2 separate regions of the Mus musculus genome follow, and region 2 is linked to region 1. Evidence: chromatin contacts called from public Hi-C data. All regions are on one chromosome and are shown on one strand. Each heading gives the region's core, a stretch centred on a gene start, on an enhancer-like site or on the middle of the called end of the contact. The rest is flanking DNA. Distances are from core to core; before and after follow the strand shown. Region 1 overlaps Wdr63 (WD repeat domain 63). Region 2 overlaps Gm40167 (a long non-coding RNA gene).

Region 1 (4,672 bases), core at 1,321-3,820:
ACACCAGGACTGGAGCTGGGGGGTTTCCTTCCGTCTGCCACGGCTGGCTGATGACCTGAATGAATGCTCATTCTCTACTCCAGACTCCAGGGACGGCCACCGAAGTGTATGCTGGTGGGGCCGAAGGTGCAGTGTCTCTAGGCTACAACCACAAACTTATTCTGTACCTCGCCTCTTTAATGCTATGTGAGGGCTGAATCGCCGCCTGCCCAAATGCTGGTGGGATATTAAGGAGAACGAGATCTCTTTACATTTGTAAGGAAATTATAAAGTAGGGCTTTGAAAGGCTTTGGGTCCATCCACATTCACACAACATCACTTGCCACAGAAGAGAGGTGGGAGCATCCATGGATGAATGGTAAACACAATGTGGTATAGATATGACACGGGATACAATTGAACACGGGTGGGAGAGGTGGGTCCATGGTTAAGTGCATCGGCTGCTCTTCCAGGTTCGATTCCCAGCTTTGGAGTAGATCAGAAAATTATGGCTTTATTTTGGGGCAGAAATATCTGTTACAAAAGAGTCAATCTTCAGTCTTCAAAACCTCTAAGGCTTCTGTCATATTCTCCTCTCAAGAGTGGGGACTCTAAAACCACTTAGAAGAAGTGTTGTAATTGGGAAACCCATGTAACCCATTCCTACCAAGAAAATCCAGAAATCTAACCCCAAGCCTATTCCCCAAGAAGGCATGAGTGTCTGGAATGGTGTCTTTGTCATAGGCTTAGGTGTAGCTTCTAGGCAGAGGTGTTGGTTCAGAAAGTGATAAGAAACCAGCGTTCTCTCCTGGACCTCAGGGTCTGGGGAACAAGGGCATTTCCTGCTCCTGGCCGAGGACAAAAATGGAATTGTTCACTTTCAAGGTCCTTGCTTCTAAACTGACTGACTGGGTCCTATCCCAGCACTCCTTAATGGTTTAACAGATCACGTGCTTCCTCTAACCCCAAGGCTAAGCGTGTCAGCATCTGAGACACAACGCAAAGGTTCTTTCACTTGGCCAGGACACACCTACCTGGTGTTTCCAACAATGGATTTCAAAAGTGTTTGGATTTATGACTTCTTTACTTTGATACTATAAAAATTTCAAGGACTTTTAAAAAACCACACTTGGATATGGAATTTTGGTCTGTGTTTTCAGAACACGATCATTTAGCTCTGGAATGGCCTTTGAGTTGAGAGCAGCTTTTTTTTTTTTTTTTTTTTTAATATTAACAGATTAACAGTTGGTTTCAGGATGACTACAAAGAGCTAAGAGGTGGGGTTCCAGAGGCTTCAGAGGTTCTGAAAAGCAGAGAGACTGAGGGGGATGCAGTCTAGGGGGCTGAGCTGACTAACCAAGTCGGAGAAGATGCTCTGGCTTGCTGCCTATAGATCAGACTGTTGGGTCAGAGTTGAACTGTACACTTCAGTCAGGTTGCAGAGGCAAAAGGGCAGGTTAAGGAAGGGGCTGAAGGATGGAAGCCCGCCCAGGTGGATGAACAGGACCCACAAGACACTGATTCTGGTCAACCATATCAGCAGAGGAGACTGAGCTGAGCTAAAGCCCCAGGGATAGCTGGGATTCTCTGCCTGTGGGCCCTTGGTCAGGCTGTGGCAGCCGGGGTCTAAGGAATGCTAAGTGCCCACCTTTTTTTTATGGGAGCCAGGTTAGGGAATTATAGACTTTCTTAGGTCTGGACGGCTTGATAAATTCTTGGGGCTACTTTCCCTGATCTTGTTTTAATTGGTCTTTATTCCCCCACTGTCCCAAGTCACCCTGGTATATTGATAGAGCGGTCCCATCTCTAGTCTCCATAACAATCATTTCTCTGTCTGTGCCACGTGGGACCAGATGTGATACCAAACAGATGATGCCATTAGAGTGTCCACCAAGCTGTGAAAGTCACCCTTCATCTTCAAGATGCAATCTCAGGCCGCTTGTAAGATGGAGTCTCTTAGGTCAGGGCACAGTCTGAAAGCTCATTGTTTCAGACAATATAGAGTAAGGCTCAGACAGATACAAACAAACAAAATTAAACAAAACAAAACAAAAGGTAGTTCTTTTAGATTGGAAGCAAGAGATCACAGTTCATATATTTCTCAGGCTTTTCTTGAGTGGTCTAGAAAGTTCCTGGCAAGGCAGAAAGCACTCCCAGACCCCAGTGGCTTTGTTTTGCTGATGTTTTTGTTTCTCTCTCTGGGGTAGCCCCTGGAGAAGTTCCCCTCCACTCTGAGCAGTAAGCAGGGCTGTCCTGGGGGCTGGAAACCCTCTCAGAAGAGTGTGATCGGCTGTGGCATCATCCCCAATGGGAAGGTCTGGTGTTTTGTTTTGTTTTGTTTTGTTTTGTTCTGTTCTGTTCTGTTTTAATAACATCGCGTGGTGATCTTTTCCTTTGGAAGACCTGCGTGACTGTCAACAATGAATGGGGCTGTCCCTAAGTTATTAGATGGAGTGCCAGAGCCTCCAGGCTGCGTTGTTAAAAGAAAATTATAATAAACCAGAAGGCACAGATTGGCGGCAGACTGCCTGGGCTCAAAGGCTGCCACCGATGCCCAAGGCAGTGATCCCACAGGGCTGCTACGACAACATGAGTTTATCCGTGAGAAGCACTTGGCACAGTGCCCAGTGTGGCTGTGTGCTGGTTGTACAGTTTAAGGGTCTACTACATGGAACAGTTATGTCAACCTTCGCCATTCAGATCTGTGCTTCTTGGCTTGCCTCTTAGGTCATGTGGAAATATTTGATGTGGCTTCCCCTGGCCCTGACCCCGCCCCCACATTCATCCCATTTGGGGTCATCTGCCTTTCAGAAGTTTTTGTTTTGTTTTGTTTTGTTTTGTTTTGTTTTGTTTTGTTTTGTTTTGTTTCTTAAGAGGATGGAATCCTCTCCTTTGCCTGTTTAGGGAGAGTTAAGCAGGCCAGAGGGTGGGTGGGTGGATGGGTGGGTGGGGATCAAGCTGCAGTAGCTGCCTCAGCCTCTGCCTCTCCTCTCTCTGCCTCTCTGCCCCTCTGCCTCTCTGCCCCTCTGCCCCTCTGCCCCTCTGCCCCTCTGCCCCTCTGCCCCTCTGCCCCTCTGCCCCTCTGCCCCTCTGCCCCTCTGCCCCTCTGCCTCTCTGCCTTTCCTCTACTTCTCCTTTGCCTTTCTTCTGCCTCTCCTCTGCCTCTGCTTTCTGCTCTTTGCACTCTGCTCTTTGCCTCAGTCTCTGGCCTCTGCCTCCTCTCCCTCCTCTGCCTCAACCTCTCTACCTCTCCTCTGCCTCTGTTCTCTGCCTCTTCTGCCTCTTCTGCCTCTTCTGCCTCTCTGCCTCTCTGCCTCTCTGCCTCTCTGCCTCTCTGCCTCTCTGCCTCTCTGCCTCTCTGCCTCTCTCTCTGCCTCTCTGCCTCTCTGCCTCTCTGCCTCTCTGCCCCTCTGCCTCTGCCCCTCTGCCTCTGCCTCTGCCTCTGCCTCTGCCTCTGCCTCTGCCTCTGCCTCTGCCCCTCTGCCTCTGCCTCTGCCTCTGCCTCTGCCTCTGCCTCTGCCTCTGCCTCTGCCTTGGCTTCACTCAGGAAACATCCCTGGTGTTTATGAAAGATGTTGGGTGGGAGCTCACAAGGAAACCATCTGCAGCCCACAGACTGTGAATAAGGCACACGGGTTACAACCCAGTGTGGCTGTGTACCAATTCTCCCACCCTGCAAACAATATTCAGTGGGAATGGCAGGCCGGCTCTGTGTTGCCTGTTACACAGTGCTTGGTTGATGGCTTCAAGGGTCTTTAGGGCCCTGGAGTAAAATTTCTTCTTTTTGTTGGGAATGGGCTGAATGCCAAGGAATGAAAAGCAACTCCTTTCCACCCATATCTTATTTGCCATAATGTCCTGGTCTATGCACCTTCACGTCTCCCATGTTTTCCTGCTATGTGCTTGTGACCACAGCTGCCTGACAGTCCCCACTCGTTCTCACTAGGCCACTGTGACTGTTCATCTTGCTTCTATTAGGAGTCCTCTGACAAACAGCCAGCCCCACTGACCCAGCCCTCACTCCCCTGCCAGGCTCCTTTTCTGAAACTCTCATTGAGACAATCATAGCCTTTCGCCACCTGCACTCAGATGGCTGGCTGTGTCCTTCTGCAGTTGACCTCTAGACTAGTATGCTTTGGCCCTGAGTTCTCCCTCTTCCTGCCTGCTAACTGCTCTTCTGGGTTCCAATGTGCTCAGCCTTGATGCTCTTTTGACAAGGAAGGCTTTTCCCCATCCAATCCATCCGAAGAGTTTCCAATTCATCCTTTAGGACTCAGCTAGCTCAACTCTGGTTGAAAAAAAAATGGCCCAAGAGAGACAGCCCCTCTCTCGAGTTCTATATCATTTTCTGATTGCTTACAACCATAATGCTGCCATTTGCTTGCCTTTCCCTACAGGTCAGAAGAGGGCGCTTCACCCTCATCTATTGTCATCAGTGTCTGGCCCATAGCATAAAAATGAAATGGAATTTATTTAAAATAAATGACATTTTTTTTAAATGGTCCTGCTCAAGAAAATGCTTTCAAAAGCTGGCTGTAAGAGGAGATGGGACCTCAAGAGAATGTCTGCGATCAGAAGGAATCCATGCTTGCCAAGGCATCCAGTCTGCTACTGTGTATCAAAGGAGTGGAGACTATGGCCCTGCTACACAGTGTCTAACATGCAGCATACACACCAGCAATGAATACCTATC
Region 2 (4,342 bases), core at 444-2,943, 300 kb after region 1:
AGAGATCCTTCCACTGAGAGCAGGGTGGCACTGTTCCTGATCACACCGTGTTACTGAAAGAGAGAAAGAACACAGGGCTTTCTTGCTCCACACCCTCCCTACAAGCACGGACATCTCCACCATCTCGTCATCCAGACAGCCCAGCTCCTCCTCCGAGCGCCCCAGGCTTCCATGGATCAGTAGTACATCTTGGATGTAGATCCCACCACATTCCCCAAACCTTCCTTCCCAGCAGCCGTCTCAGCTTCCAGTTAGTCTTGAGCTTGCGGCCACTCCTCCCCTCTCCTGCTGCAGGATTTCTCCAACCACACATCACAGTCCATTAGTGAGCGGGTCAGGCCATCAATACAGTGGACGTGAGAAGCCTTTTACAACAGGGCAGACTAGACTGGAAGCTGTTGGATCACACTGTGTGTACGTCTTCAGCGTGAAGGGTGATAGTGGCAGCCCTGTTATGTGAACCTTCTCTCACCCTGGAGACAAGCTCCCTTACCATGGTACATCTGTGGCAATGCTGAACGTTCCTAGAATTGAGAAGATCTCTGTTAAGCTCAGATTTTCTCTGAAGCCCAAGAAGGTGTAAATCACTGACACTATTTGAAATGTAGTTTTGTTCTAAGCATAAATTTATTTCTCAAATAGGAATATTGCCTGGTATCACATCAAAATGGTCCCAATTATTCTTCCAGTTTAAGTACGCACAGATCTTCCCATAGCTAGCAAAAAAATCGGGGAGGGGAGGGGGGCTTGATGGCAACACTCTGAGGAATATGACCCATGAGGCAAACATACAAGGCAAAGAAAGTCATGAAGTATTTGTGCCAGAGAACCACCTAGAACCTCCCAGAGCTCAGAGCTTTTTGACGTACTTCCAGCTATGCCACACTATTAGGAGTCTGTAAACTCTGCTTCTGACACAGATTCAACTAGGATCCAGTGAGGTCCTACTTTGCATGATGTAGGGTTTATCGTTTGTGTTGGGGACATCGTGGGTGGGGGGTGATTCTCCTGAGGAGGCATCAAAGAAATATTTTTTTCTCAGAAATAAGAAGGTTGCAGACTGGCCAAGAAAGATTCTGGTGGATCCATCTTGGTGAAGTAAGCAAGATCACTCTGATTACCTACAGCAGCATGGGCTGATGGTGAGCGGCTGGACCACACAGCTCCAAGCCCTGCCTAGCTCCCGCTGTCTATGGCTCCAAGTCTAAAGCAGAACTCAGACAAAGCCGGGTGCAGCTCTCCCTAGTGTTAAAGCATAGTGGGTGGCCATAGGCTCCAGGGATGGAAGGAAGGAGCAGATGAAAGCCAACTTCAGAAGTTCTGTGTCCATGAGAGCTGCCCCACCCTAGCACATACCGGGAATGCTTGGCCAATGCTGATCAAACGTGGGAAGAATGGTCTATCTCACTTCAGCATGGCACAAAGGACAGCTTAGTGGTATCTTGTTGCAAGATGAACCCAGGATTCTAGGGACTACACCATGCCCCAAATGCTCATCTCTCGAGAAAAACTGGCGACGCTGTGGAAATTTGGGGAGAGTCGTGTAACCCAAGGTTTATCATTTACTAGGTAACGCCTGCTTTTCCCCCAGGGGCAAAGGGAGACGATGCCTGTTTGTTTATTTAAGGTGTTCTGTTTTGTTTTGAGACAGGATCTCGTGTAGCCCAGGCTGGCTTCAAACTTTCTATGTAGCTGAGAATGACCTTGAACCTCTGACCCTCCTGCCTCCAACCCCTCACTGGAAGGTACTGGGTATCCCGTGACAAACGCGCCTGCTTTCTGCCACAGAGCAGCTGAGTCATCATCATCAAGCCCTTAGCAAGTCAACAGCTGGGGATGGATTATGGAGAGCCACACATCTAGAGAAAAAGAATGAGCCCAGCCCTCCCTAGACCAACAAAAGCATTTCGGTAGCCGTGTGGCTGAGCCAGCGGGGCAAGGGATCACTGGTTGTTACAAAGTGGTTGCTTTTCTTATCAAATCCAAAGCCCTCCTGCAGGTAGGAAGGTCTGTGGGTGCTGACCTGGTGGTCCAATGTTTACCAGGCATGAAGGAGGTTCCTGGAGTTGATGCCCAGCACTGGAAAAAACAGGTAAGGAAGAATGGAGGTGAAGCTGGCAAGTGTGACACGCCCCTCTCCCGAGAGAGAGAGCAGGGTGAGAGCCTGAAGGGAGGGACATCTTTATACTACCAATGACAGCTGTCAGGCAGCACCAACGGAGAAGCTGGTGAAGCTGGTTCAGTCTAACAATTATCTGTCTCTCTATCAGATTGCTAGATACTTGATCAGTTCAAGACAGACCAGCATGGATTTTCAAAAGCTGTGACTCCTGCCTTACAGCCACTCACAAAAGGAAGTGACCTCATGGGCTGCCCGCGGGTGCCGCCACCCACAGAATGAACAGCACTTGCTGTGGGTCACAGCCGGGACTGAAGTCCAGGAAAGTTGCTAGACCCTGGGCTCCTTTAGTGACTTGCTGTGATAAAACCATTCTGACAAAGCAACTTAAAGGAGAGGGGTTCAGGCCAGCTGCCCAGGCTATAGTCCACCATGGCAGGAAGTTCCGGCTGCAGGAGCCTGAGAGACCTGCTCACATCACATCCAGTCACAAGAGAGCGACGAATGCGCCAGTCTTAGTGCTGAGCTCATTTCGTCCACTTAGGCAGTCCCATGCCAGTCACAACTAAAGTGCATCTTCCCACACTGCTTAAAGAATCAAGACATTGCCCCAAGCACATGCTCAGAGCCCCTGATCATCACACAGACCAAGCCAACCCTTCTTGAATTCTGTCATCCACTGCTAGCCTATGATATGGCCTTTCCAAGGTTCTTAAATCTTTCTGTAGGAGGGTCAGAGAACAGTGTGGTTCAAATGCTGGATCTTACATCCCTGAGCTTGGTCGTACGTTCAACATCCCTGGATTTCCCCACAAAAGAGTTGACCTTGAAATGACCCACTCTGTGCCATCTCCTCGAGTCTGCATCAGTCCAGATATAGACCGGTCACTGTCAGAGCTAGTCTCAGCACAGGAAGCAACCTGACTCATCTTCCACAGGATAATTCCAGCCCATGGCCTGTGGGTCACATGGAGCCCAGAAGAGCTATCAATACAGTCCAACCCAAAGTCATAAAGTGACTTAAAGTATTACAAATTTGGGGGCAATATTTTAGGTTTTTTTTTTTTTTTGTTATTTTTGGGTTTTGTTTTTATTCAATTCTGATTCTTAAGCATGAATGGTCACAATGTCAAAATGTGAACGAGCAAACCACCATTTTGAATCCCCAGTAGACAGATTCTTGGCAGAGAAGGAGGCAATCCGGCCCCTCTGTCTCATGCATGGACATTGTCTATTTCCCCTTTAATGCCTAGAATTGACTCTGTAAATATTCTAAGAATAAAACCAATATGACTAAGCAGAATCTGGGCCTGTATGACCGTAGCTTTGGCCACAACTGTAATCAACTTACAAGTATTTATTATTCTTATTCAGTAAAGTTATAACATTCTTATTTTGAAACCTAAACTGGCTGAATAAAATCTCAGGCTGTTGCTGGGCATAGTGGCACACACCTTTAATCCCAGCACAGCCCCAGGAGGAATCGATCACTCTCCTTATCCTTGATATTGGCAATACTCTAAAATAAGAAAAGGGCTCCCTTCTGGTGTTTCTGCTTGAGCTAGGCTGCTTGTGGGTCCACCCAGGGCAATCTCTCTCTCTCTCTCTCTCTCTCTCTCTCTCTCTCTCTCTCTCTCTCTCTCTCTCTCCTGGTGCTGTGGATGAAAATCAGGGTCTTGTACATAATACGTAAGTGTTATATCACCTAGATACACTACACACCCAGGTGTCCCAGGGGCTTATCCCCTAAGGGACCCAATTACTGTTTGTTTTAACCAGTTGCTTGGTTCTTTGTGCAGACTACAAAATAGAATCACCTAGAGAGCTATTAAGGTCTGATGTCAGCACAGGACTTCCTGTATGTTGATCTGTTGATCTTCCATAGAGCTTTTTTGTTTTGTTTTTGTTTTTTTATGCTTCTGTTGTTTTTTTGCATTGTTGGGGCTGGGACCCAGGGCTTCTCACATGCTAGGTAAAGTGCTGTATTCTAGACCATGGTAGATATTTTTCAGAGTTATTCAAATTATCCAGATGTGTAGACAAACCTGGACTCAGTTTTTATATTCCCATCCTTATGGCTACCCACTAGCAGATGATGTTTCTGCACCCCAGGCTCCTGGGCTGTAAAATGGTGATAATAATACAATTTCTCCATGATTTACAATAATACATATTTTATTATCACACAGCAACAAAGCCTGGAATGCAGTGGGTGCTCAAAAT

The links. Hi-C and Micro-C count contacts between places; a contact is called where the count stands out from the background.
Region 2: a contact with region 1 is called in a Hi-C map of muscle stem cells, with 2.4 times the contacts expected there. The contact joins two enhancer-like sites. A contact is called at or near these places in 19 of 484 Hi-C or Micro-C datasets (B cells, the Ba/F3 cell line, the C2C12 cell line and 13 more), 1 of 115 datasets of contacts at active chromatin or transcription factors (bone marrow-derived macrophages) and 1 of 9 other capture datasets (embryonic stem cells).

The regions. Positions count from the first base shown.
Region 1 is chr3:146,049,226-146,053,897 of GRCm38.p6, forward strand. The region is part of intron 18 of Wdr63 (WD repeat domain 63); the gene reads right to left. Among named protein-coding and RNA genes, the nearest start is that of Gm35409, 15 kb to the left of the region's middle. Within about 2 kb of position 2,571, at least 25 of the 459 cell types and tissues checked have an H3K27ac peak or open chromatin away from gene starts, as enhancers often do. A contact at or near this core is called in muscle stem cells, where this site is marked.
Region 2 is chr3:146,347,793-146,352,134 of GRCm38.p6, forward strand. Gm40167 (a long non-coding RNA gene) reads left to right here. Exons shown (of 2, transcript XR_867699.1): 1 at 1-2,092; 2 at 2,271-3,422. Among named protein-coding and RNA genes, the nearest start is that of Gm40167, 3.5 kb to the left of the region's middle. Within about 2 kb of position 1,694, at least 7 of the 459 cell types and tissues checked have an H3K27ac peak or open chromatin away from gene starts, as enhancers often do. A contact at or near this core is called in muscle stem cells, where this site is marked.